Regions from separate parts of the Mus musculus genome. Here region 1 is linked to region 2. A link is a contact called in public HiCAR-type data. All regions are on one chromosome and are shown on one strand. The core of a region is the stretch at or near the end of the contact, and the rest is flanking DNA. Distances in the headings are between cores, read along the strand shown.

Region 1 (2,700 bases), core at 157-2,656, 960 kb before region 2:
TTTTTAGCTCCCTTATTTTTTTAAAAAATATTTACCTATGTCTGTAGGTGACTCTGTGTGTGTGTGTGTGTGTGTGTGTGTGCATGTGTGTACACCTGTACTTGAGTGCAGAGGTCAGAGGTCAGAGGTCAGAGGAGGGTGTCAAGTGCACTCTATCACTCTCTGTCTATTCCTGTGAGGCAGAATCTCCCCCTGAACCTGCGCCTCAGGTGCTCAGTGACTTTCCTGTCTCCACCCTCTTGAGAGCTGCAGTTAGAGACACATATAAGACATTCTGCTTCCCATGTGGTGATGGGATTCGAACTCATGATTGTGCAGCAAGAGCTCTTAACCACGGAACCATCTCTCTAGCTTCATTCGCCTAGTTTTTTGAGGCAGAGTCTCACTTTCTTAGGCTAGCCTTGTTCTGATGAGCTCCACAACCCTCCTGACTCTCCCAGGCTCACCCCAGCCTCTTGCCTGGCTTCTTAGGTGGGTCCCGGAGACTCAAAGTCAGCTCTTTCATGCTCAACTGGCAGGCACCTTATTGAGACAAAGTCCCTAGATGTACCCCAGCCCCTTTTTGAGCCAGAGTCTCACTCGCACAAAGCCCAGGCTGGCCTCAAACTTGCCCTGTATGGGGAGTATGACCTTGAACCCATAACCTTCTTGCCTGCACCTTCTAGTAGGATGTTGCTGGCACATGACACAGTACATGAGGGCTTTAAGTTCAGGTCTTCTTGCTGTGGGAGAATTCAGTGGTAAAGGTCGGGGTGCGAGGGTGCGGGAGCAGGCAGATCCAAGGGTGGTCTTGAGGCTGCCTCATCAGTTTTGACCCTCTTTTCGGGAGGTACTACACTTCCCTTTATCACCAATGGGAAGTTCTTACGGAAGTTCCCCCTTAGTGCTCCCTGCTGCTGCAGCAGACTGGCAACCTCATATAACAAACAAGCAGTGCAATTCAAACGCCTCACAATTCTTCCCTTCAGGAGGAGCCACACCCTTCGTGCCTCCTGTAAGTCCCTCTGTAAATCTAGCCTTCCTGGTGGCCTCAGCAGTGAGCACAGACCAAGGCACTCGGGACTGGGATGGGGGATGGAGCTAAGTTGGAAGAGTGACTGCCTAGCAGGAAACTCTGGGTTTAGTCCCCAGTATTGTATAAAAGACCTGTAGTCCTAGCACTGACCAGGGAGGTAGAGGCAGAGGATAAGGAGTTCAAAGCCATTCTTGTCTACCTACTGAGTCTGAGGGCAGCCCGGTCCACAAGACCCTGTCTCTACAATTTAAAAAAAAAATCTAGGATTTTATCTTATTTTGGAAGCCACAGAGGCAGGGCCAGGGAATGTCTCACAGGGGACTCAGTGAGACCAGAGGTAGCGGCTGCCAGGGGCAGACAGTTGACCCTCAGACAAAAGCGGCTTGTCTGGAAGCTGGCGGGAGGGCGGGGCCAGCACCCAGCCCTGCCTATTTAGGGCAGAAAGACTGGCCTGGCTCTAGGCAGCAGCCACAGTCCTCCCCCACCCCCCAGCCCTTGTCTCCTCCAGGCCTGGCCTCTTCCCCTCCCAGAACAGAAAGAAACCCCCATGTGGCCCTGTCTGTGCAATGAAGGTCAACAAATGTCCCCCACTCTGGGTGCACTTGGATGCCCGTGGCCTAATCAATCAACCTTAACTTAAAAAGAAAAAGAAAAAAGAAAAGTTTGTGCATATACTATCAGGAGGCATCTGAGGAAAAAAATATACAAAAACCCCACAGGCTGCCATCAACTGCCTGTGTCATGTTCCAAGTGGACCAGACTGGTCTGCTGCTTGGCCCTCTGGTTACCATGGCCCTCTGGTTACCACTGCATTCGGTGTGCAACATGACCCTCGCCCCCTACACACACACACACACACACACACACACACACACACACACACACACACACTGCTTGGGCTTTTCTGATGTGATCTCCCATCCTCTGCCTTTTAAAAATAGTCCCTTTGCCATTCTGCACCCTGTCGTTCTCCCTTTTCTCATGCTTCCTCACGCACATGCACAAAAAGTGTCACTGGTTTATCATGTCTCCCAATAAGAAGTGATTTCTCACTAGGACAGAGGTTTTATGTTCACAGTGGCACTCTTCTCCCTTGGGCTTAGAACTTAGGAAACGTCTGATGAATGAATACTAGAATGTTCGTGGTGGAATACTACACAGTTGTTAAGAGGGATGAAGGCAGATTTTTCTGTGATACAGTACTGAGCAGAGAAAGGACATGCAGGGGAGGGAGGAAGCCAGAATCACAGTCACAGGGACACATTCTTTAAAATGTGCCATCCTGTAACTTCATCATGATGGGAGCAGAGCAGACTTCACTTAAGCGAAGACAACTACAACGCCATCATCTTTTTTGGGTTTGGAGACAGTTTCAGGTAGCCAAGGCTGACCTTGCACTCTCTATGTAGCCAAGGATGACTCACTTTCAATCTTCCTGCCTTCATCTCCAGAGGGCCCGAGTGCTCAGATGAGAGCACTCCTGAGTGCAGACCCAGTGGTGATGATCTAATGGGGGGGCCACCATTCTATATGCTGCACTGCCGACAGGAGTTGGCAATGGTCCTAAGTCCGGCCAAACATGGGGGCTCTTCAAAACCCAAAGTTGGCAAGTCCCAGCTTGTGAGCTTCTGGACATACCTAGATTTGAACCCCCAAATTTGCATTATCTAACCATTTCCATACCT
Region 2 (2,725 bases), core at 77-2,576:
GGGGAGTGAATGATTCAAATTTCATTTTTCTGTGGGTAGAATCACAGCCCATCATCTGTGTGCAGGGTAGGGTACTGATGGGGAACCAGAGGGCTAGGTGGGAAAATTTCCTTATTTGGTCCCTAGTTAACCATTGGCGGGGATAGCCGGTTGAAGTCAATTAAAGAAGTCAGGTGACAGATAAACATCTCTGCTGGTGAGCCATCCTTGGTGGTGGTGGTGGTGGTGGTGGGAAAGTAGAGAGAGGGGAGGGAGGGGGTGGGCATGCCATTGCCGTTTGTTCATAGGGTGTGGAGGATAAGAAACTAGAGAGCAAAAAAATTCTGTGGGAATGACTATCTCCTGTTATCTGTCCAGCTTTCAAGGAGGAGAAAGTGAGGCTCAGGAATCCTAAACTCAAATATTTTGTCCACTTTTACCTTTTTCTCCCCCTTGAGACGGTCTCTCATGTCTGTCCTGGAACGCTCTACGTAGGCTAGACTGGCTTCGAACCCACAGAGATTTCTTGACTGCTGGCATTAAAGGCAACGCCTGGATTTTTTGTTTCGAGACAACTGCTCATGTAGCCCAGACTAGCGTCAAACTCCCTGTGTAGCAAGGATAACCTTGAACTCAGTCCTTCAGTTTCTTCTTCCCAAATGCTGGGATTACAGGCTTGTACCACAGCCCCCAGATAACAGTGTGCTAGGGACCCAAACTAGGGCTTTATACATGGTAGGCAAGTTCTCTACCAACTGCGCTACAGTCCAAGCCCCATTCCAGGACTTTCTATATATCCTTCTGCTGGAAGGCAGCTGGAAGGGAGCGGGAAGGCGCAAAAAGAGGGGTTGCATGGTTTTGGGGGTGCGCAGGGGGTCTGTCGGTGGTGAGACAGCTGGACCTAAAGCGCACACTGGGACTCCTAGTTTCAGTTTTCCAGACCTAAGGTTCATTTAGTCTGGTCCAGTTAGCGCTGGGGAGGAGGGATCCATCCCAATTGCCTGTCTCCCAATGCGTCGATTTCCCTGCCCTGCCCCTCTCAGCCACTCTGTAACTGAACTTCAGTCTCAACCAATTCTCTGCCTCGAGCCACCGCCCTGAGGACTGAACCATTATGGCATAGAGAAGGGACGGCGAGGGGCTCTCAGGTTACTGGTCCCAGAGACGCTGTCTATGGAGACAACCCCAGATATCAAGAGAACCCCAGATATCAAGATATCATGGAGTCTTGCGTTGAGGTTCGCGCCCCTGGCCACAGACCCCGCCGTGCTCCGGAACCTCGGTCCTCCCGTAGCTCTGCCCACTCTCCACCCCCGCACTTGGTTTGCTCTGACTCGTGAGGCAGTCGGCTGTGCGCACGGCCCCACGCTCAGAGCTTGAGGTCCTTGTTGCTTGTGGGTCGGGTCCTCGTGTTGTGCGGGGATGCGACGTGCAGCTATGGCGCTCGCCGTTCGAGTCGTGTATTGGTAAGTCCGGGTGACTGCAGTTCCCCCTTTTCCTGCTCCCGGCTCGTTGTGCCCTTTCTCTGCTCCCCAACCTTTGTGCCAGGAGACCCTCTCCCACCCTTTTCTTTGCCCCTCCCCCTATCTACCAGGGTCTGGTAACCGAGTACGATGACTGTATTTCAGACCCAAAGGGAGGGATTTCCAAGCGGGTGGGATGGAGGTAACAGAGACTTGAGCCCGATCCCTGGCATCTGACATCTGAGTGACATCTCACCAGTGAAAATGGAAACTGATACTTGGGGCCACTTTGAACACGTGACTCAGCGCTGAGGGGAGGGGAAGGGTAGCATCGGGTTTCTCTGGGGACCTTTCCTTCCCGACAGGCTGTTTCCCTTCCCCCTCACTGAGCGGCATGAGTTAGAGAATACAAGGTGTGGTGTAGTTGGGGGTTTACTCATAAGCGCTGTTGGGAGGTCTGGGGATGTCCCGTACCTGGATTGTAGTGTGAGTTAACAGTGGTCGCACCTCCCAGTGTGTACATGAAAAGGGCGAACTGAGTCACGGAGTGGTGGTGTTGATGCACACTTTTAATCCCAGCATTCGGAAGTAGAGGCAGGTAGATAGTTCCAGGCCAGCTAAGCTGCTTGTTAGAGGCAACCGGGGTGATGTAGTAAGACCCTGTGCCCCGAAAAGAAAAAGTAATATAGGATAGATTGTAGGGTGAGGGTGTAGCTCAGTGGTAGAGTGTTTGCATGAGATGCACCAGATCCTGGGTTCGGTTCCCAGCAATACAAATAACAAAACAAAAAACTCTTACTGGTTTCTGATCAGTGAGTGCCGGTGCTGTTAACCCCAGTTCTTTTCTGGCCTCAGTTTCCCCTTCTGTAGTGTGAAGGAGGTGATGATGTTGGTTAGTTACCTGCCAGCGCTATTAATTGTGCCCCTGCTAGAGGCAGGCGTAGAAAGACCAGCCATTTTCTCTTGATGACTTTTTCCTCCATCTGCATCTGATAATCAGCTGGCTTGCAGTAAGTGATTGAAAAGTGCTTGCTGAATGGATTCTGCACCCCTGAAGTCCATTGAGGGGCTCTCCAGCCATTCTGTCTCCATCTTACAGGGGAGGAAACTGAGGCTGGAAATGAGGCAGGGCCAGCCTGAGGTCCTACTACCGATAACCCTGTAACTTGAATCTGGGGTCCGTGGTCCACCTAGCTGGGTGTGGCCTCCTCCCTCCCAACCCCCTTGAGGGGTCTGATCAGGCCCTAGTTATCAGGATGTCTTTCAACAGCCTGCTTTGATAA

The links. HiCAR-type assays count read pairs that join an accessible place to other places.
Region 1: a contact with region 2 is called in a HiCAR-type map of astrocytes, with 2.9 times the contacts expected there. The contact joins the enhancer-like site here to the promoter of Selenow in region 2. A contact is called at or near these places in 3 of 39 promoter capture datasets (cranial neural crest, hippocampal neurons and liver) and 2 of 115 datasets of contacts at active chromatin or transcription factors (astrocytes and bone marrow-derived macrophages).

The regions. Positions count from the first base shown.
Region 1 is chr7:16,879,082-16,881,781 of GRCm38.p6, reverse strand. The region is part of intron 1 of Dact3 (dishevelled-binding antagonist of beta-catenin 3); the gene reads right to left. Among named protein-coding and RNA genes, the nearest start is that of Dact3, 5.1 kb to the right of the region's middle. Within about 2 kb of position 1,406, at least 108 of the 459 cell types and tissues checked have an H3K27ac peak or open chromatin away from gene starts, as enhancers often do. A contact at or near this core is called in astrocytes and bone marrow-derived macrophages, where this site is marked.
Region 2 is chr7:15,920,972-15,923,696 of GRCm38.p6, reverse strand. Selenow (selenoprotein W) reads left to right here and starts at 1,326. Exons shown (of 6, transcript NM_009156.2): 1 at 1,326-1,445. The coding sequence starts at 1,417.